5 separate regions of the Ovis aries genome follow, and all the other regions are linked to region 1. The links are chromatin contacts, called in public Hi-C maps. All regions are on one chromosome and are shown on one strand. The core of a region is the stretch at or near the end of the contact, and the rest is flanking DNA. Distances in the headings are between cores, read along the strand shown.

Region 1 (2,748 bases), core at 71-2,570:
TTTTGCCAGCTCTTTGCGCCAGGTAGGACTAAGGCTCTGCTTTCGGGTGTGTGCAGAAACGCCGTTCCCAGAAGGCGGCTGACCTTTTCACCTTCCCCACGAACTCCTTCGGAGGGGTCCCTGGGCATTTACCTTCTCAAGGGCCTGATCCGTAGCCAAAACCTGTTTGGTCCCTGAAATGTCCTTGCTATTCCTATCTGCAGAGGCTTTCTGCAGCACTTCCCGGAAAACCCTTCGGGGACCGAACTGGGGGGCATCCAGAGCCCACTGAGGACGCGCTGCAGTGGGAGGCGGGGGTGGGCCGGCGTGACAACCGCCTGTAGCCGGAGCGGGCACCGTGAGAGCCCGGCCAAGAGCAACACCCCGCCCCCGCCCCCGCCACTGTTCCTGCTCCCCGGTGATGCACAGGAGCCCCGACCGCTGGACCCCTCATTTCCAAACCCCGAGCACCTGGGCTCCGAATAAGCCGGCTGGGTGGGGTCGGGCAACGACTGCCCCCTAGCTGGAAGGCTCACCACCTTCCACCCTTCGGCGTCCCCTCTGGCCGGGAGAAGAGGACATCAGATCTTCGGCAACAATGGAGCCCGCGGCGCGCGGCAGACACCCGGGCTCGCCAGGCGCCCAGCCGCGCGCCCCGATACGGGGCAGGCAGGCCGGGCGGGGCTGCAGCACAGCCTAGTCTGCGTGAGTCTACTGACTCGGCTCTGCGTGGCAGCGATACTGCCGACTCTCGCCCGGCTCCGGGGTGCGTCCCCAACCCCAGCCCCTTTCCTCGGCCCCTTCGGGCCTGATCCGCAACGTCCAGGGGCGCCCTGCTGCTCCTGCCCCAGGTCACGACCCCAGGTCACGTCTCGGGCGCCTCCCGAGGGTTTCGGAGTTGGGAGAAGCAGCCGCCACCTCCCGGGCGCGCTGCCTGTCTCCGGCGGCCGACCCCCCAAAATCTTAGCGGAACTGCCCGCTCTCCCCCGGGGGCCCGAGCGAGCATGCCGAGATGGGCTAGCCCGACCCTGGCGCTGCCACCGACCTCGACGCCCGGTACCCCCGCAAACACATCCGGCACTCGGCCCTGGGCACGGAGTCCCGGCGCCTCCCTGCCGGGGAAGATCCCAGCAGGGCTTGTGGGAGAGACGGACAGACGGACGGGGAACGTTCAGGGAGAGAAACTTGTTCCTCCCCGTCTCTTGTCAGGCAATCGCTGGCGAGCCTGTGCGGGGAGAGGGGCGGGGGGAAGCGAGGGAAGGGCTCCAGAAGGGGAGGGGAGGAGGCAGTGGGGGAGGCGGGGGTGCAGTTGGTGAAACTCCTTCGTCTCCCGCTCATCTTTTCATTGCTTGCTCCTCTTCGCGCAGACACCCCGACCTCCCTTGGGCGCCAGCTCCCCGGATCCAACGGGTCCAGAATCAAGCCGGATTTTTTTTTTTTTCTTTCTTTCTGGAAATTGGCGTTGGTGTGTGTTTCTCTACGTCCCTCCTCCCCCTCCCACACCCCCTACGTTTTTTTTTTTTTTTTTTTTTTTTTGAGACATGGCCCGGGCAGCGGCTCCTGGAAGAGGAACAAGTGTGGGAAAAGAGAGAGGAAACCGGAGCTAAATGACAGGATGCAGGCGACTTGAGACACAAAAAGAGGAGCGTTTCTCTCGGATCAAGGCATTGCCTCAACGCTTTTCTTTCTCCAAAACGGTCTGAGGATTTTACAGCTCCGGGAGGAGTGAAAGCGCTCCGGATCGTGGAGATCGCCCCGGTGCTCTGTTTTCCCCGCACGTTCGGTTCTCCCGCGTTCGCCCCGGAGACCTGGCGAAGGGAGGATGGAGAAGGGGCTGCAGCTCCTGTGCGCCGCGCTAGCCCTGGTCCTCGGCGCGGCCGGCGCTTTTCGCAACGGTAAGTGACAGGCGGAGGCGCGCGGCCGCGGGGGTGAACCCGGTTCCCGGCTGCCCGCTCCGAGCTGCCGGGACCCACCGGGGAGAGCCGCCTCCCGGTGAAGGAAACTTTTAGCCAGACGGAGAAATAAAGAAATAAGATTAGTCGTTGTAGGTAGGGCAGGGAGATTTCACGTCCTCTGACTCCCTCCTGAAGTTGGTTGTTTGGCCATGGGGTTTTTCCCACCTCTGCTACGAGGCTGAGCGCCCTACCTTCCCAGATCAGCGCACCAATTATCTTAATAATGTTTCCTCCCCAAGGCAATTAGAGGAGACTCCCTTTCAAAAATATGATGGCTGTTGAAAGTTAATGAACACTTTACCGGGAGCACTTCCTGATTCTCCGACAGCTCCCCAGAACTGATTCCTCTGGTGGGTGCCCGCAGGAGATAGCGGTTTGCGGGTGGGTGTTAGTCCCTCCTCCGCTTTTTCAAACCAGCCCTGCTCCGTCTGGAGTATGAATGAAAGTTATATCGTGTCAATAAAGGAATCTGATACACACGCTGTAAGGCACCAGGATATGTGAAAATCCCCTAACCTAGTTGCAGCTTCCACTTAGCTTTTAAAACCACTCAGTGTTAAGTAAATGGAAGACCGTGCTGGGTTAGAAGCAGTATCCTGTAACGTAAATAATGTGTTTTAAAATGGGATCTGGTTGTAGGCATGTTCAACTTACACTGTAAAGTAGGTGGAAGCAAGGGGGCGGGTGACATTATCTTTACAGTAAGTCTTCAGCAATTATTATTAACTAATTATCAAATATTTACTTTAGCCTGGCTTAGATTTCAATCAGAGTAATTAAGAGAGCCCATCCGCTACTTACCCGTGGTATATTG
Region 2 (2,748 bases), core at 147-2,646, 670 kb before region 1:
CTAAATCCTCAGTGTCCACTCTGAAGGGAATTGATATCATCTTAAAAACTAAGATCATACTGGTTATTTTTATTTAAAGTTGGAATTGAGAAATCTGAAATGAAATCCTTTTGATAAATATCAATTGGAAATTCCCATAAGGTTTACTGTGTATCTCTAAAGAGTGTGCTTTGGGGAATTTGTAAAAAAAAGGGGAAGAATCATCTTTTCTTGGTAAAAGAAAAGGTGGAACATGCATTTAAACCTTTGGTGCCTCTAGCCTTATTTATGTAACCAGCTTTGTCCTGAGAGTGAAACTCAATCCATGGTGTCCCAGCCTGCCTTGACCTCTAACACTCTCTCCCTCTGAGGATGGGGGTGGGGGGTTGCTCTCCACCCACTCAGTAAATGCCCTTACCAGGAATTCCATGGCTGGGGTTTCACTTTTTCTATGTCCTGACTTGTTTACATTAAATTCGCTTGCAGAAAATGGGCTCCACTGCCCAGCAGTTAGTGTGAGGATTGCTTATTGAAAACACTCACCGCCCTGCTTATTTTTATTTATTACTTTTTTCTTTTTGCCCAAGAGTTGCAAAACAAACAACCATCTTAATGAGAAATAATCAGAAGACCGAATCTTAATGAAGTATAAATCCCTCTATAAGATAAAGGGGGAGGATATAGGAGCAAATTGCTAATGTGAGCTTCATCAGTCTTGTTCCTCCAGTTAAACTGTAAGCAGAGAGAACTTACCTGCCGGACTCTCCCAGCAAGCACACCTGTGAGCACTCAGACACCACAGCAGATGGTGGCTTCAAACTGGGTGCAGGGCGAGGGAGGGCTAGATGCCTCTTGGTTGATGAATCTGCGTAGCCTCCTGCATTGCTCCTCCTGACTTATACAGAGATATCACAAGTTTTCTCTGATCTCGGGGAAACTTCCTCCAGTAAGGTCCCTGATCTCAGGGGAACTTCCTACAGTATCATACAAATGGGACAGGCCTGGACCTCAGCAGGGTCCCGGTAGCAGAGGGAGAAGGCATAACCAGGGCATTAGGGGCTCACTCAGGGAAAGTGTCACCTGTCTTCTGCTTTCCGACTCCGCTGGATCTGCTGATCTGTCAGGATCTTGCCAACTGCAGGCGCTAACTAGTTTCACGCCCCATGTACTAAGGGTTTCTCTTGTGGCTCAGCTGGTAAAGAATCCGCCTGCAGTGCAGGAGACCTGGGTTCGATCCCTGGGTTGGCAAGATCCCCTGGAGAAGGGAATAGCTACCCACCTCAGTATAATGGCCTGGAGAATTCCACGGACCAGTCCATGGGGTCGCAAGAGGCGGACATGGCTGAGCGACTTTCACTTCACTTCCACATACTAAAGGTCTGCGAGTTACAGCCAGGGGGCGCTAGAGCGCTTGACCAGCCAGCCTGCAATTCCCTCGCTGTCTCTGGGCCGTCAGGTAGGCACACCTCGGTCCTTCTCAGGCACAGCCACCTCTCACACTTGCTTCTCGACCAGCCCCCTACTTCTGTCTGAGACTGAGTGTCCAGTGAGATGCTGTGTGGGGTTGAAGGTCAAGCTGTGCATCCGTGCACGCGTCTCTCCATCATCTTGCCCTCCCTCTCACTCCACCCTCCACCAGGACTGCCCTTCCTCCCACGCTCAGCATCAGTCCTCAGCCACCGTCCCCTGGGGTTTGATGACAGCAGCTCACCCAGCCCAAGGGGTGGGAAACTCTATCCAGAGCAAGTGCCCCAGGGTGCTGCCTCCTTCCAGTCCAGGTAGCCACAGAAGAAAACAGGCAGAGAGTCCTTGCAATCTGCAGCTTTTTCTGGACCCCAGATGAGGTTTAAAAAGTGGGGAGCCCTGAAGAACAGTATCAGGAGGTGAGTCCTTGCTTTTCTCCAGGACCCAGTCCCTGCTCCCTTCATGGCTTTACCCTGACTTTGCCTTCTGTGTCTGGTTACCCTCTTTCCCTGCCTGTTCCCTTGCTTCCTTAGGACTTGGCATCCTTCTCCAAAATCCAGGCCCTTGCATGTGACACCTCACCAGAGGCCTATATGATGAATGTTCGTGGACTTCCTTCTGAAAACTGATCTAGGGAATAGAGCTGGAAGAGTTTTTGTTCTTAACAACAACGACAACAAAGTTAAAAAAAAAAAAAAACTACAGAAAGATTTGAATGCACTATTAACTGTTTTCTAATACTTTGAAAAGTTTTTCCTCATTTACACCCAGCCTATGAAGCATTTCAAGAGAATTTAGGCCAGCATAGGAATATTTTAAACTTGAGTTCAGATGTCAATATAACAGACTAAATATAGTCAGATTAGGCAAGTTCAACACAAAGGTTTCTCAGCTCCTGCTGATATTCACCTGAAAGTTCTAATGGCTTCAGCCTCAGATGATCTTAATTGAGAAATACAAAGATCAAAGTCTTTTTCCATTGTTAAATATGTAACACCCTAATTGATTTCACTGGAGCCCTGAGGCTGCTGTTGATGAAATGTGCTTATGATGCAAAGGTTTATAGTATGTTGTTTTCCAATTTTTTTTAAAGATGATTGTCCCCAGACTCAAATTATGCCTTACATTTGCCTTAATAAAGCTGGTACAATCATTATGCTTAATTATGGTTGACTGTCTAAAACTGCCTTTCCCTTGAGTCACTGAAAGTTTTATTGGAGTTCTTTAATATGATTGTAAAAATTAACAAACTTGTACCTAGATATAAGAGAAGCAGATCCAAAATTTGCCAAACAAGCAATTGTT
Region 3 (2,748 bases), core at 63-2,562, 650 kb before region 1:
GAGAGAGAGGGGAGACATCAAATGTGAAGGCTACAGGAGAAAGGAGCTGACCCCAGAAGGGCAAGGCTGGCGGGGAGGCAGATGGCTGAACCCTCAATATCCGGCGGAGAGGCGGGGGGTCACATGGGCCTTTGAAGTGGATGTTGCTTATGTGTTTCCCCTTCCCCACTCCCTGCCCAGCGGTCCCACTCAGTGTTCCCTGGGGATAGTAACTCACTCTAGGCTGATCAGAGGGAAACTGAGGCATAAAATCTGGGGCCAGCCACAGTCTCTGGGATGGCTTCTTCCAGAAAGCCTCTCAGACTTACCAGTGGAGGCCAGGGGACCACACTGAGCTGTGACTGAGGGTCAGACCTCATGTTCCAACTTAAACAAGCAGATCCATGTGGGAAGGTCGTTCTGACGGACGTGCTGGTGAGGAGCCGGTGTCTGGGAAAGCTGTAACCGATCTCCTTGAACATCCCTGGCCCGCTCCACCTGCATTTCTTCTCTCCTGTGATCTCTTCCTCCATATCATCAGTTGAGTTAGAGTGCGAGAGGCTGACCCCTCTCCACTGCTCCCTGGAGAACAAGCTCCTGGGTCCAAGTCTGGGACATGCACCTTGACCAGCTCTGTGTTATTAGGCCTGTCACCCACTCCTTGGAGGCAGAGCTTCCCTATCTGTTGAGTGGGTGTAGTACTTGTGGGTTTGTTGTGAGAGTTAAATGAGCTCATCGTAAAGCACTTTCAAAACTGGGAATGTCTACCATGGAATAGATGATATGTACACACGTGTGTATGTAATATGATAGGTAAGGAGATATTTTACCCTTTCAATCTTAACTGTTCCTCCTCACCTCCTCTGGAGCCTGTCAACGTTCCCATTAACTGTTCTGGTTCTGAGATGAAGCCCTGAGTGGGAGTTGTGGCCACTGCTTGCCCTTGTCACGTCCTTCCATGGCTGAGTTCCATAGGAGAGTTCAATAAATATCCTGCGAAGGAAGCATTCCTTACAGTGATCCTTTTCTTTCCCTTTGCTCCTGTTTCTGTTTTTAACATACAAAAAGACTCATGTAAATCCTTTTCCCCTTCCTCTAGCATGTTTGGAGACCTCTACGGCAGCGTGCCCTAAAGTTGTGTTAGAATGACATGATAGAAAAGAGTGTTTTTCAGTACTAAGGAATGGAATTCTCAGAGACCAATAAAAGTTGCCAAAGGTATTTGAGGATCAAGACCCAGGGTAATGCTTACATAACCTCCCAACTGTTTTCCTAGGTCTAAAGTGAAAATAACAGAGATAAGGCAGAGAGTACATGTGTAAACACGATATATGAACGGCTCCTCCAATCTACATAGCAAAATAAACCAGGGGTCTAGGCCCTAAAAGCGATGCCATGGTGGTGGTGGCCTGCTCCCCTTATTCCAGAGGAGGGGCTGTGGCAGGTACAAGCAGCGTGTGTTTAAACAGGACCGAGAGACACTGCAAAACATTCAAGGGCAGAAAGTGGCAATAAATACTTCCCGCGGTTGGAGTGGCTGGAGACCTTGAGGTGAGCAGAATGTAATCACTCAAAGTGGAATTTGGCCAGGGCCTCCTGAGTCTACCAGGGGACACTGCGAACTTTCCAGAAAACCAAGACCTCCGTCTTATCTCCTCCCAGTGAAGAGAAGGGGAGAGCTGAAATTCCTTTCTGGAAGTGAGATTTGCTCTCCATGATGAGTTCTGATCTTTTTCGCAGGCTTCGAGCCTGAGAACCAAAATAGGAACCTGAGTTCCAAAATAGGTCCCCTAGGAAAAAAAAAAAAATTAAAAATCCACAAAGGCCTGCTCAGGGTGATGTGCAGAAGTTGGTGATCTAGGTTGTAAATCCACAACCCACTTCACAGAGGAAGACTTAGACAGGGAGACTTGGTTGTCTTCTAAGGCATGAATGAGTGCTCTGGGCAATCTGCCCCTGTGGAAAACAGAATAATGCTAGTAATTTGCATTTATATAATACCCCTCGGCTTGTGGATCTACAAGCACTTTGCAAACATTAATTAATTCTCTAAACCCCCTATGAGCCAGAGGGTGCCTTCAGTAACCAATCACAAAGGAGGGCCAGAGATTCACGCCAGGGTGAATATCCAAGTCAGTCCAGCTCTGCTGGTTTGGGAGCCAGGGAGGTTGTGTGGAATTTTTAGGAGAAAGAACCACAGACGTAGAATGTGGATCAGCCTGAGTGGGGAATAAACCTGGATTTTATGACTGCGTTGAGGAAGGCCTGTCCACTAACAATTCAATTTCTGTCCTGCGACTCCAGGCATTTGTCAGGAAGTGTGCCGGGTGGTTGTTTCACCTCTTGCTGTTCCTTCTTCATGATCCAAACTCTGCTTGTACTTGGTTTAAAACCTAAGAGTAGGGATCTGGGCTTAGCTCACCTTGGCTCAGTATAGGAGGATGGGCAGCAGCTGGACCATACAGGAAGTCAGTATTTCCCTAGATGTTTTATTTATTTATTTATTGCCACACTGCGTGGCTTGTGGGATCTTCATTTCCTGACCAGGGATTGAACCTGGGCCCTGTATCACCTGGATGGGTGGGTAATTTTGAAGTGCTTGAGAGCTGGTTATAGCAGTTGTTTGCTATGATAGATTCACCCATTGTGTTAGATTTTTTAAAAATACAAGTAATTACACAACAACCCTTCATAGACTGGGGCACAAGCCAACTTCAATCTGGCTTTTCCGAAGCTATAAGTATAAACGGAATATGACTTGCTGAGATT
Region 4 (2,748 bases), core at 111-2,610, 590 kb before region 1:
CTTTGCAGCTCATTTACCAAAACAACCTGCATAGTCTTGACTGGTGGTTTTTAAACATAAGCCATGAAGAGAGTCACGTAGCCGTGGTTTTCCAGCATATTGTGTAAGAGATAATCATGTATTTACTTCTGTCTTACAACCTCTATCATTATTATGGCCGTGGCAACCTTGGCTATTTTTTTTCCTTAAAAGGTCATTGCTTGTCACCCGTTTCATCGCAAACAAGGCCAGGGTTATTTATAATTTGCTGTCTTAAAACAGAGCTGCTGTCTTGTTATCTGGTGAATCTCTAGAATCATTACAATGATGCTTTGCCTGTGTGTTTCCCCATATAGATACTGCTTTGTCACTGTAGTTGCCGTTTTATCTGAAAACATTCCCTTCTCTGAGGGGTAACACATGATCTCTTTCTTCATTTCTGTCTTTATTTTTGTGATTTTGGACTCTAGATATTTCTATTTCTGCTGTTTCTGTTTCTGTTCTATTCTCTTTCTGCCATTGGGATGGAAACCACAAAACCCCAGTGTCTTAAAGTCAGGGTTCCTGGTGGTAATACTGTTTCCACAATTCACATTTTTATGAGATCTTCATTGAAATCATGAATCCGATTATTTTTGATGCAGCCTAAGTAGAGAATGGGCCAGGACAAACTTCTTTCACTGTTGCTCTGGGTCCATCATGCGCACAGTCTCCCTGGATATCTGTGGCCCAGTCAACTTTCATCCTAAAGATAAGGGTGATTCTTTCTAATAACCTATTCTTTCACACACTCTGAAAAGAGAGAGTAAAATATTAATAGCAAGGCTAGGGTGTGTATTTCATCAGAGTGAAGCAAACAATGAAATCTGTCAGTTTGCTGATTCCAGACTCCTTCCCTCATTCTAAGTTTTCAGATCCCACTCGATGATAATTTCATTACTGGGATTCATCCAGATGCACTGAGCTATGCCACTGATAAGGTTGGAGGTGAACAGTCCCAGAAAACACACAGTGGAGGAAACAAAAGCCCTTCAATTTTTTTTCTTCCCTCCATCAGTATCATATTTTCAGGACTCTGGGAGAAGCAACTTAAAAATACACCTGAAATTTCTACAAGACCTTGCATTTTCTTTTCACAGCTCCACAAGCAGCGTGTCATAGAACAGCATGAGCTTGAAAAGCTGGTTAGTAAATCTTGCAGCAGAATGCCAGGTCTTTCAAGACTGTTTGACACATGTGTGTAGCTTAGACTGAGTGTAAATGAAATGAAAATGGGGTTCTTTTTGAAGGCATATTTTCTTGCTTCGCTTTTCCTGTCCACTGGCCCTTCCCCGGGCTCCCCACCAACAACAGATCACCACAGCACTGTTCTGGGCCAGCCTCATCCAGGGTCACGGAAGAAACTGTTTGTCTCCTTAATGTTGTTGGCGAACAATTGCTTCATGCTTTGTTTGCATAAGCAGAACTCATTCGGCAACATGTTTTCTTTGCTGAAGGCACCACGGATGTTATTTGAACCGTGTTGTGGAGTGTGTCTCCGAATACACATTTGTTCCAATGTGTGTGGTTATAAACATCCACTAGTAGAGACTGGGGTATCGTAAAGTCTAATCTCTTCACATATTATTTTTGTATCGGGATATTTTTAATATGCTTGCTGACGATGCCCATATGCTTTGAAATTTTGTCCTGCATATTGCTTCATTATTGCTTACCAACAAATGGGATATGCTGGCTAGGCAGAAGGGGACAATAGAGGTTACTGCCTTTCTCTTTGCACAAAAGCCACCAGAGGAACCACTCTTTAAGGAACAAGCCTACATGTTATCTTTCCAGACTCCAAATGAGTGCTGAGACTCTTATTTTAGAAAGTGATTATCGAGTCTAAGTCTGCTATTGGCTTTCAGCTCTAAAAAAAAAAATCAATAACTTGTTTATCACAGACATTCTTCGTTTGGAATAAATCTATTGCACAATGTTGCATAACACAAAGAGGACAGAGGTTGACGAGTGCCAAAAAGGGTTACTTAAGAGTGCGTGCCATTGATGGCTATGATCAACCTTTGTTGGGTGTTTGTAAAGTTAGAGGCATCGTTGCCTGTTTTGAGTGGAGCTGCTTTCAAAATGTACCATCATAAAGGCAAGCTCAAAGCCAATGGCAGAAGCTAAAGCAGGCACAATGGCCCAGCACCATACACTCCCCCAGTATCTGGTTTCGTTCAGTGGCAGCTATCAGCAGCCGACCTGCTGCATGAAGTGTTTAGCCAGAAGGATTGACTGTTTCTCTGTAGCATATAATTAACCTGGGTAAAAATGCCGTTTCTTAATAACTGAGGCAAAGTGTATTATTTCACAACCAGTTCCAGGAGCTATTAGCTTGCAGATTTATTCTTTGGATAAGCTATTCTGTTTGCATGTGGCTGCCACGGTAGACCTGAATATGGTGAACTGTGCCTGATGCTGCTACTGCTGCTAAGTCACTTCAGTCGTGTCCAACTCTAACTCCTTAGTTGTCTAAGAAACTGCTGCTGCTGCTAGGTCGCTTCAGTTGTGTCCGACTCTGTGTGACCCCATAGACAGCAGCCCACCAGGCTCCCCCATCCCTGGGATTCTCCAGGCAAGGACACTGGACTGGGTTGCCATTTCCTTCTCCAATGCATAAAAGTGAAAGTGAAGTCACTAAGTCATGTCCGACTCTTCACGACCCCATGGACTGCGGCCCACCAGGCTCCTGTGTCCATGGGATTTTCCAGGCAAGAGTAATGAAAT
Region 5 (2,748 bases), core at 63-2,562, 540 kb before region 1:
TATCTAGAGAATCCCTCAAAGAGATGCTGAGAGAAGTGATTGATAAGGTCTGATGGAGATTCTTAACAGAGCTGATCTTCAGACTGGTGTGGAGAGCAGACCCTGACAGCTGTGAAGTTGGCCAGCTCATGATCAAGTGTTTGTTCTGTGTGTGAACCAGCTCTCCATGGATGGACAGGGTCAGTCAGTGGGCACAGGTGCCCGAGTGAGCTGGTCCAGCAGGAAGGACTTGCCCTGGACATGCCCACATTGCCAGTCTTATAGACTGGAAAGTCCAGGGATATTTTCTTGTCCCTATGGTCTGAATATTTGATGCACCACCTGGAGACTTATCTATGATGGAAAGATCATGTAATGGGAAGACTGGAAAATCAGCTTCATATGTTTTTTTCTATTGCTCAAGAATAAACACAGGAACCCACCAAACAGCTGATGGTTATCTACCATCACTAATTTGGGTTCAGAAATATCTCTTCCACGGGCCAGCTCTCAAAACTCTACCTTTCTGTCATTAGACAATACTTTCAGTGTTAAGATATCGAAGGCACTACCTAGGTCGTGGAACCAAATCTTGATACTTCACTGACCCTGTAAAGTCAGTCAAAAGTGAAAGTGTCAGTCGCTCAGTCATGTGCAACACTTTGGGACCCCATGGACTGTATGTAGCCTGTGTCCTTGGGATTTCCCGGGCAAGAATGCTGGAGTGGGTGGCCAGTCCCTTCTCCAGATCCAGGGATGGAACCTGGGTCTCTTGCATTGCAGGAAGACTCCTTACTGTCTGATCCACAAGGGAAGCCCAAAGCCAGTCAAGGCGGGCCCCAGAACAACAGCACAAGCAATGGTTTTTGGTCTGGGGGAAGGAAGGAAAGGCATATAACTGGGTCTACAGGAAACCAGCTTCCCAGACAGATGTTACAAAATATCGTCATCTCTGGAACAGTTGGCTTCCTGCTGGCCTGCCGTGGGCTGGGCAGCTCCCTAGGTCACCCTGTGGCAGAAACTGAAGAAAACTTTGTGGAGTTGACCTGCACCCCCTCCCCCGCCTCCTCCCCCACCCATCTCCCTGAGTGTTTCTTGGCTTGGGGTACACCCTGTGCATTAGTGGTGGGTAGATTTTGCCATGAGAGTGCTTTAGAAATATACATGAACTCAAGGCATCGCATCCTGAGCAGGAAATGAGAACTGAGGTGAGGGATGAAAGCTCTTTTGGAAGGAGAGAGCATTCCCGCAGCTGTCTTAGACCTGCCAAGCCCCGTGTTGTTCTCGGAGCGGATGACAGGACTGATCACGTGTGACTCTGCTCAGAGCCGACGCCCCCACAGGAAAATCTGCCGTGGCTCTAAGTGTTGGAGTTTGGTAACATTTTGCCCTTGGGGTTTGTGTGAAGCGGAAAATCATGCAAAATCTTTTTTAGCCTTGGCTTCTGTGACTCTGTGGAATCTAGGCAGCAGTGCTGAGAATCCAGGGAAAGAAAGAAGAGCTGAGGCAGCGAAGCCTGGGGTGAGGGCGAGGGGAGGGCGGGATGAGGCACAATAGAATTTATTGGGGACTCTGCTCAGCTGTTCACTTTTGTCTCTGAGATCTGAAGTAAGGAACTTTCTCAATGCACTGATGACTTGGATCTGAGAGAGAGAGAGTTATTGGTGGTGTTTCGAAAACAGCTTTGAACGAGAAGGGAGGGGGTATGGATGTATCATTGTCTGAGCGTTTTCAACCTTGTCTTGTTAATAACGCTTTGGCGTTTTCCCACCCCGTTAGGAACAGTGGACTAATAGGACAACATTTCATTTGAATTGTCCTCTCTATTTTTTGTAATCATAGGATGGGAAAATCTCAAAGGCGGAGAACTGCAGCTCTGGGATGGTCTGCATGCTTGAGGCTGGGGCAGCGATGCCCAGTGGGTACCCCAACTCCATCTGTGACGCTGCTGTATGGATGAGACATACACTGAATTTGTGGCAGATGGCCAGACTGCTCTCAGGGTTCAGAGGGAATATATGGATATTTACATATACACAAACATGCCTGGAGCAGCTGCCTGTCCCTGTGTCTCTAGTGAAATCAGAGACAGGGTCCCCAGGTCAGCAGCCCTGGGCCATTGCCACTGCCTCCCCGCAGTTCCTTCTGACAGCACGTTCAAGGTACAAGTCCCGCAAGGACCGTCCCCTGAGGGTCCGGGGAGCTGTCCTTCACTCTGTGATCACACAATCTGGTGCAGTTGGAGAGACAGATAGGAGATAAGGCGAGTTAGTGAGCAAGTAGAGTTATTGATCTCGGTGAATTTGAGACTCCAAAGAATGTAACCAGTTGCTCTGTCCAGCACCTTGATTAAAACTAAGATCAGTCAAAATGACCCGATGTCCCTTCCATTCTGCTGCTTTCTTCCACACTAGTGTAGTTTGATGTTAAATGATCTGATTAAAAAATAATAGGTGACAGGAAACCATGGAGAAAAGGGACTTTTATCTAGGATTGAATATAAATGAGACAAATTGACAAGGCTTGTACTCATGAATTTAATATAATCTACATGTAACCTGCTACAGGAAAGATTTTTAAGATGTTTAACAAGTGCTTGCTCACCAATGTCCTCATCAAAAATCATTCTGTGGTCTGGGTGGCTCCCCTCTCTGGGATGAACCTGCATGTTACGCCATAGTCTCAGCTAGGAATTCACCGCATGGAAGAGACGGCATGGATGCTGGTGTGCATGTCAATATCGGCGTACACTGAAATCCATGTTGAACA

The links. Hi-C and Micro-C count contacts between places; a contact is called where the count stands out from the background.
Region 2: a Hi-C map of liver shows a contact between it and region 1, with 4 times the contacts expected there. The contact joins the enhancer-like site here to the promoter of NRP1 in region 1. A contact is called at or near these places in 2 of 16 Hi-C or Micro-C datasets (liver and omental adipose tissue).
Region 3: a Hi-C map of mixed tissues shows a contact between it and region 1, with 3 times the contacts expected there. The contact joins the enhancer-like site here to the promoter of NRP1 in region 1. A contact is called at or near these places in 3 of 16 Hi-C or Micro-C datasets (mixed tissues, omental adipose tissue and skin fibroblasts).
Region 4: a contact with region 1 is called in a Hi-C map of liver, with 4 times the contacts expected there. The contact joins the enhancer-like site here to the promoter of NRP1 in region 1. A contact is called at or near these places in 7 of 16 Hi-C or Micro-C datasets (hypothalamus, liver, mesenteric adipose tissue and 3 more).
Region 5: a Hi-C map of tail adipose tissue shows a contact between it and region 1, with 2.4 times the contacts expected there. The contact joins the enhancer-like site here to the promoter of NRP1 in region 1. A contact is called at or near these places in 2 of 16 Hi-C or Micro-C datasets (muscle and tail adipose tissue).

The regions. Positions count from the first base shown.
Region 1 is chr13:18,966,010-18,968,757 of ARS-UI_Ramb_v3.0, forward strand. It overlaps NRP1 (neuropilin 1), which reads left to right and starts at 1,321. Exons shown (of 17, transcript XM_027976579.3): 1 at 1,321-1,874. The coding sequence starts at 1,802.
Region 2 is chr13:18,295,510-18,298,257 of ARS-UI_Ramb_v3.0, forward strand. All of the region lies in intron 21 of PARD3 (par-3 family cell polarity regulator), which reads left to right. Among named protein-coding and RNA genes, the nearest start is that of PARD3, 480 kb to the left of the region's middle. Within about 2 kb of position 1,397, at least 3 of the 54 cell types and tissues checked have an H3K27ac peak or open chromatin away from gene starts, as enhancers often do. A contact at or near this core is called in liver, where this site is marked.
Region 3 is chr13:18,315,374-18,318,121 of ARS-UI_Ramb_v3.0, forward strand. All of the region lies in intron 21 of PARD3 (par-3 family cell polarity regulator), which reads left to right. Among named protein-coding and RNA genes, the nearest start is that of PARD3, 500 kb to the left of the region's middle. Within about 2 kb of position 1,313, at least 4 of the 54 cell types and tissues checked have an H3K27ac peak or open chromatin away from gene starts, as enhancers often do.
Region 4 is chr13:18,377,466-18,380,213 of ARS-UI_Ramb_v3.0, forward strand. The region is part of intron 22 of PARD3 (par-3 family cell polarity regulator); the gene reads left to right. Among named protein-coding and RNA genes, the nearest start is that of PARD3, 560 kb to the left of the region's middle. Within about 2 kb of position 1,361, at least 6 of the 54 cell types and tissues checked have an H3K27ac peak or open chromatin away from gene starts, as enhancers often do. A contact at or near this core is called in liver and tail adipose tissue, where this site is marked.
Region 5 is chr13:18,422,624-18,425,371 of ARS-UI_Ramb_v3.0, forward strand. No RefSeq gene overlaps it. Among named protein-coding and RNA genes, the nearest start is that of NRP1, 540 kb to the right of the region's middle. Within about 2 kb of position 1,313, at least 3 of the 54 cell types and tissues checked have an H3K27ac peak or open chromatin away from gene starts, as enhancers often do. A contact at or near this core is called in tail adipose tissue, where this site is marked.